Regions from separate parts of the Mus musculus genome. Here regions 1 and 2 are each linked to region 3. Evidence: chromatin contacts called from public promoter capture Hi-C data. All regions are on one chromosome and are shown on one strand. The core of a region is the stretch at or near the end of the contact, and the rest is flanking DNA. Distances in the headings are between cores, read along the strand shown.

Evidence for each region. Promoter capture Hi-C pulls out the DNA fragments that hold promoters and counts their contacts.
Region 1: a promoter capture Hi-C map of liver shows a contact between it and region 3, with 6 times the contacts expected there. The contact joins the promoter of Zbtb16 here to the promoter of Pts in region 3. A contact is called at or near these places in 5 of 39 promoter capture datasets (cranial neural crest, embryonic stem cells, hippocampal neurons and 1 more).
Region 2: a promoter capture Hi-C map of embryonic stem cells shows a contact between it and region 3, with 5 times the contacts expected there. The contact joins the promoter of Zw10 here to the promoter of Pts in region 3. A contact is called at or near these places in 16 of 39 promoter capture datasets (the 3T3-L1 cell line, 3T3-L1-derived adipocytes, the C10 cell line and 11 more), 7 of 484 Hi-C or Micro-C datasets (B cells, the C10 cell line, CD8 T cells and 4 more), 11 of 115 datasets of contacts at active chromatin or transcription factors (the 230-238 cell line, embryonic forebrain, embryonic limb bud and 6 more) and 2 of 9 other capture datasets (adipose tissue and liver).

Annotation. Positions count from the first base shown.
Region 1 is chr9:48,834,249-48,838,132 of GRCm38.p6, forward strand. It overlaps Zbtb16 (zinc finger and BTB domain containing 16), which reads right to left and starts at 1,977. Exons shown (of 7, transcript NM_001364543.1): 1 at 1,806-1,977.
Region 2 is chr9:49,053,305-49,057,184 of GRCm38.p6, forward strand. It overlaps Zw10 (zw10 kinetochore protein), which reads left to right and starts at 2,277. Exons shown (of 16, transcript NM_012039.2): 1 at 2,277-2,483. The coding sequence starts at 2,379.
Region 3 is chr9:50,527,215-50,530,784 of GRCm38.p6, forward strand. Pts (6-pyruvoyl-tetrahydropterin synthase) reads right to left here and starts at 1,442. Exons shown (of 6, transcript NM_011220.3): 1 at 1,343-1,442. The coding sequence starts at 1,422.

The DNA of each region.
Region 1 (3,884 bases), core at 727-3,226, 1.7 Mb before region 3:
CAACTTTGAACAGCCATTGGGACATAGGCAGAAAGACCTAACGGGATAAGGTCCCAACCTCTGTCTCTCTGTAGCCAACATTTCCCACAGCCTGGGGAAGAGGGTGGAGAGAGCTAGGCTCTCAGCCACTCTTCGCAGAGCTTGCCTTCACCCTCGACAGGAGTCTTAAAGACTCTTAGGTGCAAAACTCATGCGGAAAGAGTTAACAATAGTGGCTGGCCACTCTTATTGCCCACCCTAAAGTGGAAACGGAGGGCATCATCAAGAACGGTGAGATATCCATTCCTCAAAAGCTTCATGAGCACGGTGTGCTTTCGGGAGAGAGATCAGAGATTTGGAGAACTAAGGGGGAGAAGCCAAAATAAAGAAGGTTCGCTGCTCAAAGGAACCTTTTGGGCCTTGAGGGAAATCAAGGTGCCCTATCCCTAACCGGCGGCTCCGCACCCGCGATCCGACCGTCCCTAGGTGCAGCGATCAGCCGATTCTGGGCAAAGCCAGCGCTAACCCGCCAGAGCTCCGAGGATCGATGGTGCAACACACCCCTTGTTCCCAGAGACCCCCGCCGAGACTTGCATAGGACTTTGGCAAACTTGGGAAAGCAACTTTTCCCCAGGAGTCAGGTGCCTGGAAGAAAGGGAACAGAACTAAGAAAGGGGGAAAGCGAAAGAGCCTGGGGAAAGGAGAAGGTCCGAGCGGGCTGGACGCCGCTGCTAGGCCGGCCCGGCAGCGCAACCCCCCCAGGGGAGAAAAGGATGCACAAAAGCCTGGAGGCGAGTGGTGGGAGGCCAAATGAGAAGAGATCTCTGGGTCCTCCACCTTCCACCCAAGATCACGATCCCCGGGAAGTCACCAGCAGGGTCCCCGGCCTCCCGCACCAGCTGCCGGCGTGCCCGAGTCAAACACGCTGGGAGCGTGGCGGGGAGGAGGCGAGCTGGTTGCAGCGGTGCGCTCCTGTGCATTCCGGTGGGGTCCGCAGGCTGGCAGGATCGTGCGCATTTCGAGCGCGTGCGGGAGCGTGCGAGGGGCTGGGCAAGCTTGCAGCGCGCCAGGGTGGGAAAGACATCCCGAATGCATCAGGTGCAGAGCCGGGAACCCACCGTGCGCGGCCGGGAGCGCACAGCGAGCTCCCGCTCCACCGGCCGTTCCCACCGAGAGCCGAGGAGGACTCGGAGCGCCAGAGTCTCTCCGAAGCGTCCCTCTCTCCTTAAAAGAGGGCATCAAGTCCAATCAAAAAAAGAAGAAAAAAATCCCACCACGTTTTCTCTAAAGAAAACAAAACCCGATCGGATACCAGTCCCCTCCCACCCGACCCCCAGGTTCACTCCTTGCTTCCTCCGGGTCTAGCTCCCCAGCTCGCCAGCGAATAAACACAAATAAATAAGACACAATCCTATCTCACGCCAAGCGCACCGGTCCGCATACATATGAGCACCCACAGGCTCTCTGCTCCTCCGCCAGCCCTTGCCTGTACAAAGACACCCAGTCCCCGACTACACGCGCCCGCAGCCCTGGCAGACCTCCCGGCCTGCCACCTCTCACCCGGACCGGACCGTGCCCGGAGAAGAAAGGTTGGTGAGGCAGCTGTGCCCAAGCTGACAGCCTCAGCGCCGCTTTCTAGCTGACCCCCAACGGGCACTGGCGATCGCTGCTGCAGCAGCAACCAGAGAACCCCGCACGAGCCCAGCGGCCGAGTGGCCAAAGCTAGCACCACCCGCCTAAACCTCTCCCGCCCCAGGGCGCCCTGGCGGGAGGCGGTCGCTGGGCGGTGCGAGTCCTTCCCGGGTTTCCTACACACATACACTTACCGCTTACGGAGCCTGGAGCTTGGGGTGGGTGTGCGTGCCTGGGGGGTTAGGGGTGTGCCTGGATCGGGGAAGGGGTGTTGCTGGGGAACTGTTGCTCCGGATCTCACGGCGGCAGCGGCGGCATCGCCCGGCAGTTCGCAGTACCCGCTCTCGTCACCCTTAACTCCTCTCTGCCGCTAGGTTAGCAAATCACCACCGGCTGCGGCGCCTCCGCCGCGTCCCACGTCAACGCCGAGCCCCCTCCCCTGCGAGGCCCCGGCGCCTCTCCATCTTTAGTGCTGGCGGCCGAGCCCGGCTCCCTGCCCACAGCTGCCCCCTCCCCTCCCCCTGGCCGGTCCTGGCCCGCCCACCCCGCCCCACCCCCGCCCTGGCAGAGCCCGTGCGCTCTCCCAGCCCTGCCCTCCCTTCCCGGGCGCTCCCCTCCCTTCCCAGCGCTCGGCGCTCCGGGCTTCTCCTGACATCTAGCTGCTGCCCCGGCGGCAGCGGCTGCTGCTCGTTGGCTAGGTGGAGAGGGCAAAAGGTTGCAAAGGAAGAGGAGCCGCAGAGGACCTGGCAGTCCCCAAGGGGTCAGAAGGATGAGTGGGAGAAGCGGTTCCCACTTTAGCCCCAGGTTTTTTCATTTCCACTGGGCATGCGGTGTATCCCGCGCCCCTAACTCCCCCAACTCCAGTACTCAAGAGCGCAGTTTTGTCCCGTTTTTTATTATTTGCACCAGTTCAGTGTGTGGCTTCTAGCTTTTCACTTTTTCTCAGGATTCGGATCGCATCCTCCCTTACCCTAGCTTTAAATGGGTCGTTTCCCAAGTCCCAAACCAGGCCTCTGATGCCTGACCACAGGAGTTCGCCGGATTTGGCCAGATAAATCTAAAGGGGCCAGTAGAAATCTGGTAGGAGGCAGCACCTCGATTTTGCTATCTAGATTGTTGCACACTGAGATGCGAAGGCCTGAGTAGTAATACTTTCTCACTCCTAATCTCGGGCATCCTCCCCGCCCGCACGCCCCCCCCCATCTTCCCCGGCCCCAGGAACCTGGATGGAAAGTTCTGAAGATTCTGCGCCTAACTCAGCTCTGCCTTCAGGAGCTACTGGAAGCTTGGAAGAGCGCTGGGCCGCTCCAGAGTACTTTCTTCCCTCAGCGGCTGGACCATTTTAAAGGGCGTACTTGAGATGACAAACCGTAGGGTAGAAAGACCAAAGGAAAAAAAATATTCCTTCTACCCGCGGAAAGCACCGTCTCCTCCTTTGCACACGAAGCTAGGCAGGGAATTGAGGTTGGAGGGTTCTTTTCTGAGCACTGGCCTCCGGCCAAAGCCCCAGCGCAGTGTTATTGGGGGTGTGGTGGAGAGCGCCACCCAGGGGTCTCAGAAAAGTCACCCACACAGCCCCACCCTCCAGTCCTAAGGTATTAGTTCCAGGCTTCAGTTTAGGGGTGCTGTGTTCTTGGCTTACCGCGGATCTCCCACAGGACCCACAGAATCGTATCTTGATTCCCCAGGAGCTAAAGGAGAAGGAAAGTGGGCGGTGAATGGAGACAAAAAAACCCACGAAGACCAGGTGGCAGAGCTTACACAAGATCTGCACGGGGGTCTGCTAACGTGGTGGTCATTTATAATAACAAGGCATCCTAACAATTGACACTCCCAGGTCTCAGATTAGCAGTGGGAGAGAGAAGTCCGCAGAACCGAGCACTGGGAAGCAAAGGAAGAAAACTACAATTGAGTTACCCTCTCATAGGCAGTGTCATGTGGGTGAGACAAGGCGAAACCCCCCTACCCCAGTCAGTTGGTATACAACAAAAAACACCTTGTGTAAAGGCTACCTGATTCTTTCAAGTTAAGGCGAACCCTCTGTAAGAAGTAGGGGATTTGAGGACGTTAAGAAGGAACTGCCATCTATAAAGAAAGCAAGAGTGGATGAGCAGAAGGGAACAGGAAAAACACACACCCCCCTGCCGTGAATGCCTGGCCATGGGAATGGAGCATTGAGCTTGTTGAGTTCCTGTCTAAAGAAGGCTTGCTATCTAGGGTCCACATCCACCTACCACCCTCTCTCCAGCAGTCACCGGAGAGGCACACGATTA
Region 2 (3,880 bases), core at 1,027-3,526, 1.5 Mb before region 3:
CCACGCAAAACTGCTTTCCAAGGACAGCCTGGCCACCTTAGAGCACAAGCTTTCTCAACCCAAGATTCTTTCTCTTCCCCCATGGAACAGGAACTACCTGTCCTATGCTCTATTAGGATGAGCTTGATTGGTTTAGGGACCCAATGTTGCAATGGACCTTGGGAGTCGGGATCTACCTAAGGTCCTCTCTCATAAGACTCCTTTTAAAGAATGAAAGATGCTTTCATCAAAGCAGTACATGTTTATTGCAGAACAACAGAAAGCAGAGAAAAGGATGCGAAGAAACAGCATAAGCCATTAAAGTCCACCCAGAGGACACCACACACACACACACACACACACACACACACACACACACACACACATCACACACCACACATACCCTAAACACACACTTTAGTTTTTGAGACAAGGTCTTTGTAGCCCTGCAGGCTTGGCACTCACTAGTAGACCAGGTTCACCTCAAACTCAGATATTCGCCTGTCTTTGCCTCCTCAGTGCTGAAAGCTTGAATCCAAAGTTGTGTGTGACCATGTATGGCCTGCACCTCTATTTTATTTTCTTAGAAAAAAAGGATCATACTATACTGTGTGAATATCTCCAAGTATGCAATACATACCAATAATGAGACGATTTTATTATTTTTAGTAATTCTTTTATATGTATGTGTCTCAGTGTATATATGTGCATCATATATGTACAGGAACCCTCAGAGGTCGAATGAAGACATTGGATTCCCTCGAATTGAAATTACAGGTGTTTTTGAGCTGCCTCACATAGGACTGGAACCCGGGTCCTCCACAAGGCTAGTTCTCTTAACTACTAAGTGATCTCTCAGTTGAAGAATGTTAAAGGTCAAGCTCTCAGTGCAAGAATTTTCCCTGCCATCAACGATAAAAAAGGACAAAGGGTAAATTAGCAAGAGAAAAGATGACATTTGTATAATAAACATCTTGTTTATTGGTTTTATTGCCTGCTCCAGGAAGGATGCTGGAGACAGATAACATCTGTTCTAAATCCCTACTGATTGAATTACCTGTATCTGCACCCTTGTCTCTGTTAATTTTATACTTTATGGTATTGCTGCACTAATGGCATTCCATTTGGCTATGTAAAACACTTGCTTGCTCTGCTGGTCAAGTAACAAAAAGTGTATAAAGGGGACAAGGATGCTCTTACAGCACGCATCCCTCTCCTACAAAGAGTGTCACGTTGGTAATAATGCCCAGTGGCTGTCTTTCAGGTCAGCCTGTTTTGCAAAGTGAACGAGTGATCTCATCTTCGCGGAACACTCTTTTGACCTTCAACAATGAAATAGTTCTAAAAAGCTATGGCTAGCTGGACATAGTGGAATAAGTGTATAATTCCTGTATACAGGAGGCTGAGGCAGGAAGATAGCTATGAATTTGATGCCTTCCAGGGCTACAGAAACCACGTCTCAAAACAGAGCCAAAAAAATCACTGAAAACTTTAAAATTAAACAACGATAAAAAGCCTTTGGTGAAATTTATTTGTAATCTCTGATAGGAAGTGATAAGAATCTTGTTCTAGGGGATTGCCCGGTGGCTAGAAGCACTCGTTGCCCTTACTCAGGACCAGGACTCAATTCCCAGCATCCACATGGTGGCTCATGTCATCTGTAAGTCCAGTTTCAGGGACTGGACTTACTTGCCTGCTTCTGACTTCCATGGACACAGCCAAAACATTCATACGTATCTTAGAAAGAAGGTTTTATAAAAGAATGTCTGTAGCACTTACAGGACCGTTACACTAAGTATAAATTTGTACCATATCCATGTATCAATATACTTAATATGAGGCACTATTAACAAACACTATTAGAAAGGTGCAATTGTGGGGATCCTTTCACTTATGTCACTCTCTCGCACAATTCCAGAGGGCAAAATTCGGGTAGACTTAGCTGCTGAGCCCAATGAATGAATAACAAAAAAGATCGAGATGATTCTGTAAGTATCGAGCTAGATAATCTCACAGGAAAACCTGAGATTACTGAGTATAGGGAGGGCCATAAAGGATTATTACCTGAAACATTCCGCAGTTTCTAGCGAAACCAACCCAACCCTACCCAAAATACAAGAAGAAAAAAACCGGCGGGAACAGACTGGCGTTTGAAAACCTGTAGGGAGCAGATGACGCCTGCGCACTTTGGTGCCTTCTAGACGCCACTGAAACAGCGGACGCCTGACGGCGCGAGGCCTCCTGGGAACTGTAGTGTGACCCTCTCCTGTGCGCGAGCGCCGGACCCCGTAGAACTCAGTTTCCCGGCAGGCCCTGCGGTGAGGCCGCTGGCGGGACCGGAGCTGCGGCGCTGGCAGCGGGGTTGACCTATCCTGTTTGTGTGGGTACGCTTCGTGGCGATGGCCTCTTTCGTGACAGAAGTCTTGGCCCACTCGGGGAGCCTGGAGAAGGAGGATCTGGGCACCAGGATCAGCCGCCTGACCCGGCGGGTGGAGGAGATCAAGGTGAGGGCGGGCCACAGGCTGCTGCCGCTGGGGAGAGCCGGGTGCGGAGCCTCCTGAGTTGGAGGCTCAGAAGTGTTGGGGGGCTGTTTGGAGCACGGCCGCAGAGCGGTTGGAGACCAGGGCCTGGGATTGTGAGGAGGAAAGGCCGTGGCTGTTTAGTGGTGGGGAGTGGGGCCAAGTTGGGCAAAAGTGAGCCGCTGATGGAGAAGACTGAAGAAACCTGCGGAGCCGGAGGTGGGACTGGAAGCCCGGATGTCCACTTAGGACAGGACAGCCGCCCTATCTGTCATCTCTACCCACTCCTTCATTTATGGATGGATGTAATAATTCTAGGAAAGTCGCGTCGTTCTCCTCGGATTTTCTTTTAACTGGTTGAATATGTTTATAAAAGTATTACTTCACGCACGGAACTTGAGGCATGCTGAGGGCTGATGAGCTGGTACCGGCATGAATATGCAACTCACAGCCATAGTTTTACTTCGTATTAGTGCTACCTGGCAAGCCAGGTCTTCAGTGGCTTTCTTTGAAAATGACGTGTACCTCACTAAGTCTGGACTTGGTAGGCGCTACCTAACAACTTTCTTCTTCTTCTTTTTTTCTTTCTTTCTTTTCTTTTCTTTTTTTTTTCCTAGACAGGGTTTCTCCGTGTAATAGCCCTCGTTGTCCTGGATTCAAGCTTTGTAGAACTGGCTGGTGTCGAACTCACAGAAATTCGCCTGCCTCTGCCTCCCGAGTGCTGAAATGGAAGGTCTCCACCATCCCACCCGCTCCTAACAATTTTTGATGTTAGAGTTCTTAATTTTATGTATTCATGCCACTGGCATTTCTGTAGTGTGGCTTACGGTTTTTTGTTTTTTAATGATCTAGGATGAGGACATTGCACTAGTATTTGTTTCATACATAAGTTTGAATCTTCAGTCAACTGAGAACTACTTTCTGTGCCTCAAGCAGGCATAGTCCTTGCACCTCCAGCTTTTTACCACTTTAAATGTATTTCTACACACACACACACACACACACATACACACACACACACCTCTTCCATCTCAGTTGTAGCCTCCTGCATAAAACAAATGCCTGACTTTTCTCCTGAGTCTTCTCTTTTGTACTGGGATGCTTTGTAACTGCTGAAGTATTACACTTCAGCCCCGTTTTTTGGCCAGTTTGGAGAATAGTATCTTTCCTACATAAAAGGAATTAGTTTATGGGCAAGCATAATTTACATCGTGCAGCGTGTTCAAGAAGATATTAAGTTGCTTTGAATTAAGGGAGATAACAAGACTCAATCCTTTATAAAAATTTATTTTATTCATGTGTGTATGTCTGTGGGCGCATGTGTGTGGTAGTGTGGGTGTGGAGGTCAGAGGACAGCTTGTGGGAGTCAGTTCTTTGGTTTT
Region 3 (3,570 bases), core at 192-2,691:
GTCTCCTCTATCCCTGGCTGGCCTCAAACTCACTAGGTAACTTAGCACGACTTCCAACTTCTGACCCTCTTGCCTCCACCTCCCAAGTCCTGAGATCTATGTAAGCAGGCACTGTGTAGTCAAGCACTCTACCTACTGTGCTACATCCCGGCTCCACCTTCCAATTCAACAAGCCCTGAGTATTAGCTATGGGATAAGAGATGAAGCAAGGAGCAGTGATAAGCACGAAGACATACATATCCTCCAGCGGCTTAAAAACGTCATTCCTCCTGACAAATAATGACCTCAGGCTCTTCTTTTCACAATCTTGCCCTCCTCTGCCTCAGCAGTTGCCTAGTGGAAACCTTACCAATGTGTTCCAGGACACTCAAGTCAGGTGAAACTTTAAACTTACTACACATGGCTGTCATTCCAGACAGAAAACAATTAGCTTAATGAATCTGTATCAGTCAACTTATCTGTGCATCCTTACTAACCTTGTGTGTAAGCTTCCTATTATAAAAATCCCTTTTGAGAGGCCGGAAGGATGGCTTAGCAGTTAAGAGTGCTTACTGCTACTGCAGAAGACCAGGGTTCAGGTCCCAGCCCACCCACGTGACAGCTCAGAAGCCTGTAACTCCAGTTTCAAGGAATCCTCTTTTGGCTTCCACAGACTCTTTCGTGCAAGCTGTGCACACAGCACACAAGCACACACAAACACAACTTTTTATTTAAATTCTTTAAACTCTTTCTTATCCCCTTCACTCTCTCCTACTGCGCACTTAGAGCAGTACAGCTCACAAGACTTTTGAAGAAAATTCTCACTGTACCCAACTTGACCACACGGAGGGGTGGGGGTAGAGGGATGACAAGTGTCAGCTGTTCCCTATGACAACCCTGTTGTTAGAAAAGGCCGTTCTCTGATGATGACATGCAGATCCAAAGAGCAAACCTTCAAGTGAGTAACGAAGCTCCCTTTGAAACCAACTCTCAGGTGCGGTCTTGTTTCTCTGGGATTCAATTCCCGACTGTGTTGCTCCTTTGGAAAGTATCAAGGCTGGTTTTACTTTTTTGGTAAAAGGGGGATGAAAACTACCTTGGGTTGCACCCGGTAGCCCATGCTCCTGTCATTGTACCTCTGGATGTGGGCAACCTCTGGAGGGAAACTCTCCAGAGTGGATCCTCCGGGATCGGAGCTATACCGCCCTCTCCCGGGTGAGTGCCGGTAGTGCAGCTCCGCACCTTCACCATTTCCTCTTCGGCCCGCCCCAGCTCGGCTCTAACCCACGCGCGTGGCCACGCCCCCCAGGGACATAGCGGGACAAGACCCGCGCGTGCGGTGACACACGTGGGCACACCCCACCTGTGCAGCCGGTGGCTCGCGCTGAAGGACACGAGGCGCGACAGTCGCGCGCGGCGACGAAGGTCACCCGCCGCGCTCATGGTCTTCGGACCGAAGACTCACAAGCTAGCGGTTCCGGCTTCCGGGACCGAGGCCAGTCCCGCCCCCGCGGCTGCGCAGTGCAAACTCGGCCCTCCCTGCCGAAAGCACTCCTGGGAGTGGTTTCGACTCGCGGCACCCTTCGGCCGACTTGGAGGCAAACACTAGCGCCCCCTGCTGTTCAGTCTTCGCTAGGCAGTCAGAAATACCTGGGGCCAGTGGGTGGGTGAGAAGCCAGAGGCCTGGATTTTTAAATTGCCAGGTTAGTTTGTGTCTTCTTCTTTCGCTTCATTTTTGACAGTCCTGGGTTTGACAAATCCAATGTCTGGGTGCCCTTATCAGATGTTCTCCAGCCCGGTACCACATTGAAAGTGTCCTTAACCAAAAAGAAACCCCAGCTAAGGATGGCAATGCACTGTCATTAGAGTTACCCTGCAGGCTGAAGCTGGGGCATTGATTTTAGGAGTCCCGATCTGTTCTAGGCAACATAGTAAAACACTAGCTTAAGTGGAAAATAAAGGAAAATTTTGACATCTCAATATCCAAGTGAGAGAATGTCATACAAAGAGACTTCCTCAAACCAGAGACAGCCAGAAAACAGATTCACCGTTCAGAGCCCTCAGAAGGAATACGCTGTTCCTGGTTTTAGATTCCTGGCTTTCAGAGTTTTTGAAATGGAAAGGTATTCCAGTGTAATCCCAACCGCTCTTGTGCAACATTTGCTGGTTCTGTGTTTAGATATTTGTCTCAGAAGGTTAGCTTCTATTAAATGTTGTCAGTCAGAGATGGCATATATCAGTGATCCCAGCACTGAGGCTGAAGCAGGAGGGTGACAAGCTCAAGGTCCGTCTCAAAAGGATAAAATCCTATACATAATTCAAATGGACACCTTTGGCAAGGCAGCCCCCACATCACCCATCCATTAATTAAATTTTAAAAACTAAATTAAAAAAAATGTTTACCCAAGTATCTTTGGCTGTCCTGGAACTTGGTCTGTAGACCAGACTGGCTTGGAACTCACCTGCCTCTGCCCCTCTGCCTCACAAATGCTCGGATTAAGGGCCTGCATTACCACCACAGTTAAGACCTTAATCCCAGATGCTTTAAGTATTAGACACATGTACTTCAGAACAACAAAATGGTCCCTGTTATCTGAAAATTCAGTTTAATGGGGGCAGTCCAACAAATAATATGTCAAGTGAAAAATTACCATTTCTGTGTCAGAGAGTAAAAGAAAGCTTCCAAGAGCAAATTAGTCTGAGATGGGTTTTAAGGAGTCCAACAGATGGGTAAATAGAAAATCCCAAGAGGAAAGAGTTTAAGCAAAGGAAATGTGGAAACGTAGCTTGCTTAATGCACAGTGACAAATTCTTGGCTACCTTGGGGTGCATGCAAAACGGAGGAGAGTGTATTGGAAATATTGACTGAAGACCAAGTAGTGGAAGAATTGTAAATGTCTTTCTACATATAACGGAAAAGAGACCCTGCCTTTCCCCTCCCATCTAGTTTTTCTCCAAGAGAAAGGAATTCCCAACTGTTAAAATAACATTTTCAGGCATAATGGAGTCTTGCTTGCCCAGATAAGTGTGGCCTACTCTCTGGTGCTATGCACACAGGAAGGAAAGGAGGAGAAGGAAGAAGAAGAGGAGGAAGAGGAGGAGGAAGAAGAAGAGGAGGAGGAGGAAGAGGAGGAGGAGGAAGCCAATCCTGGCCATCTTACATTCCGTTCTGCATCTTGCTTTCTTGTTGTAGGCTGAGCCAGGAGCAGGCCCTCTCATTCTCCTTTTCCTCTCACTTATGCACTGAGTACCACTGCTGTGTTGAGATAAAGTGAAGGTTCATGTGCAGGAAAGAGATGCATTCAGGTATGCGTGCTTCTCAGAAGTTAGAACCCATCGGGCCTGCATGTCTAGACAAGCTATGTTAAACCTCCATGTTTGATCTGAGGAAATACATGGGGTGCTTTTTCCCCATAGACATCTGCGAACATCCAGAGACTTATCCTCTCAAGGTGACTGGCTTCCGTGCTCCCACATCTGTAATCTTAGCTCTGTCTATGCATCACACTCTGCCTCTCACAAAACCACACACAGGACTTAGCCCTATAAGTTACTGTCACCGTGCAAACCTCTACACAAGACATTTATGTG